Linked DNA regions of Zea mays: region 2 is linked to region 1. A link is a contact called in public Hi-C data. All regions are on one chromosome and are shown on one strand. The core of a region is the stretch at or near the end of the contact, and the rest is flanking DNA. Distances in the headings are between cores, read along the strand shown. Region 1 holds the start of LOC100193150. Region 2 holds the start of LOC100193640.

Region 1 (4,471 bases), core at 1,402-3,901:
ATCAACATAAATTGTCCATGCAATTCTCATAAAACATATATCCCTACTCACCAATTTTTTTGAAGTTTAGACTTCTATATTCATACTATTTTATGTGGACATATTATTTTATGAAAAATGCATGGATAGTTCAGGTTCAATTATGTATATATGTGTGATGTCTTTTCCAACATTGTATATATATATATATATATATATATATATATATATATATATATATATATATATATATATATATATATATATATATATATATATATGGAGCAAAAATTAATATTTTTGCACGGTCAAAGCAATGTTTATTATGGACTATGGACTTTAAACTTGTATGAAGGATTTGGTTTATGTTGTATTTTGATTGCATTTTCTACTTACATATATTTGTTATTTATGAATCCAGTGAATCATTTATGTGAAAAATATTTTTATGTAAAGTGTGGATGTTACACGGCAAATCAAAATCTTGCCAAAAAATTCGATTTTTCCTAACATGAGAAATGTTTTTGGTTCGAAACGACGTTTTTATCGAATTTCATTGATAAAACACCAAATTTTGTTTTTTTAATTTAAAATTCCATCTCGAGCGAATTTCACTCCAAATTTTGTTTTGGTTCTATTACAGGATTTACATTCAAAAACAAAATGGTTAACCTTGAGCCCCACCTGCCCACGTAGGTCATCGCCCCATGCGAAGCCCACGCCCTACACAGCCTCGAGCGCTCGTGCGTGTCTCCCACCGACTACAGGATACAAATGTGTGGATATTGACCTCGACAAAAATCTTATATGTCTACGTGAGCCACACGTCCATGCCAATGCGTGGACAATGGACCTCGACCAAAATCCTACATGTCTACATGAGCCACGCGCCCACGCCCTAGGCCCCGACCTAGGTGGCCTGTGATCTAAATCAGTCCCTGCATCCTACCTAGACACACGAAATGAGCATTAACTCCATTTTTTATCGTCACCAAATGAGATAGAAAGTATAAAGTAGAGTATGTATCATTATATTTTCTATCGCCCGACCAAAATCATGACACCATTACATCAACACCGAAGGTATCGAACCCATACGAAGTAGAAAACTCACTTGCATGGTCAACAAAACTGCATACTGTTTATCCAGTTTACCAAAATGTCTACAGAATATTTCTCATCTGTTATTTTAATATAAAAACGCTTTAAAGCACCACATTTTTATAGTTTGGAAAAAAATTTAAAACTCTACCTACCATGCCCATTAATAAAACCAACGGCTTTGAGAGCCCTGGGGTGCACTGTAGACATCACCAGGTAGATTCCCCAATCATCCCCGACACCTTGGACCGTGTCCCATCAATTTGGTACCACTTGCTCCTCCGTGTAATGCTCGAGCACGCGGCTTTGAGAGCGAGGCCATCTTCTCTCTTCAGCTGTCTGTCATCCTAAAAGCCAAGTTTGTAGTTCAGCAAAATCATTTGTTAGCGTGTGGTATTGAGAAATGTACTCGCGCTCATTCGTCAGGTTTGCACTGTAAACGTAGTTAACTTTGCCCTATTTCTGCCGAGTAGAGTTTGAGGCCTTCTCACACATAAATAATACTCCGTCTGTTTCAAAATAAAATTCGTTTTAGATATTTATTGAATTCACACAATACTTAATGTATGTGTTATATATATATATATTTATCTATTTAAATATAAATATAAAAATAAAAAACTAAATCGACTATTATTTTAGAACATATGGAGCACTCCATCCGTCCCAAAATAAAATTTGTTTTTAAAAAATTGATAGATTAATACAATACTTGATGTATGTGTTTTGTATATGTGTCTATCTTTATTATCATCAATTTGAATACAGACATAAAAACTAAGAGCTAAAACGACTATTATTTGGGAAAGAATGGAGTAAATGAATGCCTCTAATATGGTGATGAGAAGTCTTGCTTATGCTATAGCCAGCATATCATATTTTGTAGATATGGCCACGGTAGACACTATTTTGTACTATATATATTATACTCTACAAGTGTAATTTAAAATATAAGTTGAGATAAGTAAGGCTGGCTGTGGCTTTAGGATAGCTAGTGTATACATTGGATCTCAGGAAGGTGCTCAAGCATTCATCTACAACTACACTCGGTGTCGGTGTCACTGACTTCTAGACGGCAATTTTTACCTAACCCTCTGCGAAAAGAACAAGCACTTGCTTTCGCATTCAGATGGGGAGGAGTGACCAGTGATACTATGAATAATGGTTTCACTCGTCATCTCGACTCCCAGGTCAAGTCAAGCTATAAACAAAAACCAAAATGAGAAGGTAGAGCAGTTTAATAAGTCAGGATTGCACAAGTTGCTCGTTGCAGTATGAAAATCCCATGTGCACCTACACACTAATATCTTACTACAGTTGTTTATCCTCGCCAACAAACCCGTTCAGCTGCGCTTTTCGCTAATGAAATTCTGTGGATGGACGTGGACTAATAAACTCTAAGGGCTTGTTTGGGATCAAGGGTAATGGAGTGGATTGAGGGGGCTAGAATCCCCTACTACTTAATTTTAAATAGTGAGGGATTATAGCTCCCTCAATCCCCTCTATTACCCTTTGTTCCAAACAAGCCCTAAATCAGGGTACACAAGGGCCAGTCACTGTCTTGAATTGCAGAAGCAGCAGACTCAGGCACCAATATCTTCTCTCTCCCTCTCACCAATATGTTCTAAATCAGCAGAAGCAGCTGATCGATTTACTCACCAATATGTTCTCTCCCCCTCTCACCCTAGGGTATGCCCTGTCTGCCCTGCTGTATCCTCATCTGCGCTGCGGGAGCCAGTAAAGGGCACAGGAGGAGTTCTTGTGGCGTACTGCAGCTTCTCCTCGTCCTCCCTAACTCTTGTTTGTTAGCGGCTAATTTCAGAGCTTTTGTTGGCAACTGGGGGAACCATAGTGCGGGGGTTCCTCGCCCCCCTCTTTCCATGGGAGCTTAGAAGCTGTTGGATCTCTGCAAGTGACCATGAGCCAGAGTGAGTGTTTTTCTTGTGATTTCTCGTCGTTTATTTGGTGATTCTTGATTGCCGCGGCCAAGACATCATCTTTATTGTACTTCCTGGGGGTGGACCTAGGTAGGGCGATGAGAGCAGCGGTTCTTGTTTCTTGGCGGGGGCTCTTGATTGCTTCTGATGCTGCTAAGTGGATCCCACTACCCGATATAGGGAGAATAGAGAAAAGAAAACATCGGATTCTTTTGAGCGCTTGTGTTTCTTCAGTGATTGATGGAATAGGCAGGGCGTTTGTTAGATTCTTTTTGAGCTCATGCTCCACTCTGGCTCGAATTCGTCGTTGAGCTTTTGGTACAGCTGTAGCGGAATAACGGATGGGATGTTCGTACAAGCTCTTGGAAGCATAAATATGCCCTTTCCTACCGTATAAAGGTGCAAATCTTGGCAAGGTTCATGGCTTATGTTGGGGTTTCGACACTGCTGAGATCAGTACATTCCCTAGACGAGCTTGAAAACATCGGAATTTTTCTTTTTATAACTTTATACAATATACCTTTATATTGAGATGGGAATGATTTCTTTAACTAATCATATCCCATGATGAGGTTCATGTTAATGTTGAGAATTTATTGTGGTCCTATGGGGTTTAATAGAAAATTAAATACTGCCGCGCCTTATCGGCTTATCCTTTGGTACTCTGTCTGGCTGTAGGTTTTGACATCAACGTACTTCGTGAAGAAGCAAGGAGTAGGTGGTTAAAGCCTTCTGAAGTGTACTATATCTTGCAGAATCACGAGAGGTTCCCTATCACCCATGAGGCACCAAAGAAGCCACCCAGTAAAGCACATATATCCCTTAATTAGAGGAAATTATCTTACTTGTATAATTGTTCTTTTCTTTGACAACATATTTGATTGTTCTACAGGTGGTTCCCTATTCCTTTACAATCGTCGTGTCAATCGGTATTTCCGGAGAGATGGTCACACATGGCGGAGGAAGAAGGATGGAAGAACAGTTGGGGAGGCTCATGAACGACTGAAGGTTTATTTTAGAAGGCTCAGTATAGCAGCAAATCATTTCAGTTGTTTCCATATTTTTATCTGCGTCTTCTAGTTCAACAGTGGTTGTTAAGAATTTATGTTTCAATACTACAAAACTCGCTTTTTGGGCAAATCACCTTCTTGTCTACCATGACTTTTCCGCGGTGCAACATGTAAACTATCGACTTGGGACAAAGTTAAAACGACTTACTTGGTCAAACTATGTATTATGTCCATCTTAATTTCCATGATAGCCTGTCCCAGTGACCTTTACATATACCTATGATTTTACAAACAGCATTGCAAGCTTGACTATACCAAAAAACTGTTTCCATCTATGTTGTCTTATCATAATAGTCAATGAATGTGTTTTCATAGTGAAGACCAAAAATATAAATATTATATTCTGAGCATAGAAGGGCAGGCCTGGTGCAATGTTGAGAGCAT
Region 2 (4,529 bases), core at 1,099-3,598, 210 kb before region 1:
AATTCTTAACAACTGTGTTGCCTTGTTCTTGATCCACAACATTCAAGAACAAGTGACCAACACAGCTCGAGCTCAAGCTTCGGGTAGCCCATGTTATCCATCATTTCTCGACAGACGTTAATTTCTTTACTATGAGGAAGACAATATAGGAAATCATCATCTTCATCACCTTAGTACACTAGAGATCCTCGAGGATACTTCAGATCCTTAGTGTATGTCGAGCTTCGGCAATTTGCTTCTATGTCAATTGTTTTCTCGAAGCGTGGCAGATGATGAATTCAGAACCCTTAGATAACACCGCTTTAGGTATCAGCGATGAAACTTCCTGTGATAAGCTTTCACCCAATTGCTCTGTTGACCTACTTTCCGAAGGTCTAGCTTCGGCGCAATCAAGAGCAGTACTTTCTGTAGCCTTTTCTAATTCTTCATATTTATCTTCGGAAGACGTGTACTCTATTTCGTAATTGTATGTTGATGCTTATGATTCGTGTGGTCTGTTTGCCATTGCTCAGTTCAGAGACTTCTTCCTCTATCTGAATTTTGCCACTTTAGTAGTACATTGTTCAGTTTATTATACAATATAGTTCTACAAGAACCTGTGTATTCGTGAACGGTACAGCGCCTGACAGAGCACTGCCCTTTTCTAGTATAAATAAACTTACCGCCGAGAGGGCCTTGCATGATAACCAACTACATCGCACATACTTTCAAAAAGCTACCGTGAAGTCTAGCAACTTACTCATAATCATAATCATCTTCTATTTCAAACTCCACTATACAAATAGTACAAAACAATATTTTTCACGGTCATATGCATTAACCGTCAACATATCCCATTAGAATACTCTTAATGATAGTTTTATGGTCATTTATCCATATTTAATAGTGTGCCATTTTAGATGACATAACGTAGGATCTAAGATGAATGAGTTTCATGGGTATAAAATTTGTATGTCAACTCGTTTCTAAAGTCTTGAAAATCGTGTGAAATATCTATTGAGACGGGTTTGTTTCATCCTCATATTTTTTATAATTGCTATTGGCATTTAGTTGTAAGGTAGAAATATAAGAGAGAAGAAAGTGGGTGCTTTGTGACTCGTGAGCAGTCAGGTTCCGTCGTATTCTACAAGGAGAAAGCCTCTTAGTTTGATGAAGTGCTGGAAAGGTATCGTTTTATTGTTAGTTTGATGTAGTGCTGGAAAAAATGTTACTGAATTTGCATTAAAACCGTCTGTTTGCTCGACTTTAATCTAAAATGATTTCTATTATTCTTACGGAGTTCGAACGTCTAACTTTAATCTTAAACCCTAAACTATATAAACTATATAAAGAATAATCTTATTGCCTTCACTTTTACGTTGGATTTAGCCGACATAATTCTAGTGCGCACGCCGCACGGCAATTCCGATCCGGTGGACCCGGTCGGGCCCGACTTGGATTGCGATTTGCGCACACTAATCGACCTCACCAATCAATGGCCCCGAACATGGGCAAAGCAAGCGACGGCCACCAAGCAAGCAAAAAAGCAATCAGAGGTACGCTCAGAGAGCAAACGAAGAAGCAATTCAAATTAAAAAAAATATGGAATGAGCGCGATTGATATTTGATCGATACTGATGGCCGCAAGCAAGATTACACAAGTCATGATTGATTACAAGCAGACGTCCAGACCATAATCAATGATTTCGTCCATACTGGCAGCAAATCCGAGGAGGAGGGCAGAGAGAGAGAGAGAGCGAAAAGGAACAAAGAAAAAAAAACAGATCTTGATCTGGATCACGGCGGCGGCGCAACCTACTACTCCGTATATCGCATCCTGCTCCGGGCGGCTACTAGCCCGCGTAGACGTGGATGCCGATGGCGATGAGGAAGATGGTGATGAGCGCGAAGTAGAGGACGGCGTGGACGAGGATGGCCAGGCCGCTGGTGTGCATGCTGCCGAACTCTGCGACGCGGCCCCGGCCCGGCAGCGTGCAGAGCAGCCCCGGCGTGAGGACCACGAACAGCACCGTCGCTACGATCACGGGGCCCCAGTCCGCCATCGGGGAGACCTCTCTGATTCCCCTCCTCCCTCTTCCTTCCTTCGCCTCGCTACCGGAGCTCTCCACTCTCCAGTGAAGAAGCTCCCCCAAATCCACACGCTCTCTCTGTCTCTCTTGGAAATTGGAATGAGGAGCGCCGCAGTGGCAGGCTTTTTAGAGGGGTAAAGAAAGCGAGGCGGGCCCCACGCGTCATTGGCAGGGGCAGGAGCCTGCGTGGTCCAGCCTCTCTCCGTGGTCCGGGCGGGGGCAAGGAATCCAACCGTTGCTTGCTGGCTTGCTGCTTTGCTTGCACATTGGAGTACTGGAGTCTGGTGTGCGACCGTGCGTGAGAGAGGGAGGCGACGCAACGGATCTACGCGGGCCCCAGCGGCGCACGGGTCCGTGCCGGAGCAGCAGGGAATCGGGAGGCCTGCTGGGCTTGGGCCCTTCAAGGGTCCAGCAGAATTTGTACACTGGCAGCCGGCTCCGCTCCATCCTTTGTTTATTTTTTTTTCAAAACAAAAACACAGCAAGCGTCAGTTTTTCATTTGGATTAAAATCGATGCAAAAAGAACCGATTCAAGTTAATGAAACAAGGGAAGCAAACATGCCCACCGTACCGCCAAATTAATCAAGAGTCAGCAACCATCCCTTTCTCTCTCACCCCATCCTCATCCCGATGCTTTTCCTCCTCCGATTCCCCTGCTCGCTTTCTCACTCTTTGGCGTCGATTGGTTCAGCCAGGCATGGGTATCTCGTCGACGTCTCATTCCTCCATGAATCTCCCTCTTTTCCGCTCCATTATTATTGCCCCAGTTTCCCTCTCCCTCCTGCTGCTCCTGCAGTCCTGCTCCACAAAATGCAAGCGCGCACACACGTAGTATGCATCGCGGCAATACACACACCCACGCGCACGCAGCAGTACAATACAAGCCTAGCACTACCTAGTCTAGACTAGTTTTTAGGACCGGCCGGGATGCTGGACTGGGCGCCCGTGGTGGTGGGCGTCGTGCTCTTCGTGCTCCTCTCGCCGGGCCTGCTCATCGAGCTCCCCGGCATGCACCGCTGGGTCGACTTCGGCAGCCTCCGCGTCACCGGCAAGGCCGCCACCGTCCACACCATCATCTTCTTCGTCCTCTTCCTCATTGTCACCATGGCGTGCAAACTCCACATCTACACCGGCGCCTAGCTGCTGTACCTCAGCTCGCTACCTGTGGGCGACTAGCTGAGCTCCCTAGCTAATCTTCACCGCACGCACCGTACGTACCTGTTCGTCGTCGTCTATTCGTCAACCCGTTGTTTTGTATTATATGCTCTCTCTCGTCATATATATCACACGGTCGATCGCCCGGCCATTTCATAGGCTGTACCTGTATTCCTACTTTAACAAGGGTATACTTGTATACGTACGTGATCTTGTTTTAGCATCATCCTGATGCTTCAAAATCTGTCTCGATCGTTGGTCTACTTTTCAATTTTCAACTCATGGATTCACTTTATTTAAGATACATTTGTTATGGATTCAGGTTCTGCTAGAAAACGTTTCAGAATTATATTCTCTTGTTAGTTATTACTATAGTTTAGTTTGGTTATTACGAAAATTAACACATACACTAAACTTACCATAATCTTTTTTCTCCACCAGCACAATGTTAAAAACCCAATATGCATATCTGCAAGACCCAATAAAATTAGCCTCTAAAAGTCGATGGATTTCGGCCTTAATCCTAGAGAGTAAGTCTCGACAAAACAGTCTTGAACTTTGCTTGAATGGCATAAAATCAGACTTAATAGGCAACCGATGCTCCACTAGTTCTTGGCTTAAATCTAGCATCTCAGTATAACTCCAAGCAAAACAATCAAAATATAATTTTAATAACATGATAAAACTATTCCCAGGATTGAATTTCAGTTTCTCGTTTACAAAAGTTGTCCTTGGAGTGCCACCATCTCCTATGTCAACTTCTTCTAAAGGATCGACCGATGTAAACCCCTAACCTAACTTGTCCAAATCCCTGAACTCCTCTATTGTGCTTATGTCAATGGAGTTTGCCGCCTTCCACTGGGCGGCGAACCGTCCGGGCATACGGGCCGGACCATCCGCTAGAGAGGCTACAAACTGCAGACTTCTCAGTTGGACTCTGGACCATTCGGTCATGGGGGGCAGATCATCTGCGAGAGGGGTCGCGCACCGCATGGCTCTCTAATGGACTCTGAACCGTCTGACCATGCAGACCGGATCGTCCGTGAGAGGGGCTGGAAACCGTAGACCTCTCGGCTGGACCTCAGACTATCCAGTCTTAGGGCCCAGACCGCCCACGACCTGACCTATTTTTTCTGATGTATGCATCATTATTCACTTATGATTTAGTCGTTTTTCCATCAGCTCTAACACTACAAGAGTGAAGACTTCCATGCATACACTTATGAATTGGTAATTTGAAAAATCAACCCTTGTCAAACATTTTGTAGTTTCATAAGTCCAAGATACAGGGACATCAGCCATAG

What was found. Hi-C and Micro-C count contacts between places; a contact is called where the count stands out from the background.
Region 2: a Hi-C map of tassel shows a contact between it and region 1, with 4 times the contacts expected there. The contact joins the promoter of LOC100193640 here to the promoter of LOC100193150 in region 1. A contact is called at or near these places in 7 of 25 Hi-C or Micro-C datasets (bundle sheath, ear, endosperm and 3 more) and 1 of 3 datasets of contacts at active chromatin or transcription factors (leaf).

What each region holds. Positions count from the first base shown.
Region 1 is chr2:72,646,409-72,650,879 of Zm-B73-REFERENCE-NAM-5.0, reverse strand. LOC100193150 reads left to right here and starts at 2,651. Exons shown (of 13, transcript NM_001358650.1): 1 at 2,651-2,769; 2 at 2,903-3,008; 3 at 3,696-3,821; 4 at 3,910-4,025. The coding sequence starts at 2,999.
Region 2 is chr2:72,854,428-72,858,956 of Zm-B73-REFERENCE-NAM-5.0, reverse strand. LOC100193640 reads right to left here and starts at 2,348. Exons shown (of 1, transcript XM_020548334.3): 1 at 1,571-2,348. The coding sequence starts at 2,042. The coding sequence ends at 1,833. LOC100275333 reads left to right here and starts at 2,738. Exons shown (of 1, transcript NM_001364363.1): 1 at 2,738-3,467. The coding sequence starts at 2,998. The coding sequence ends at 3,210.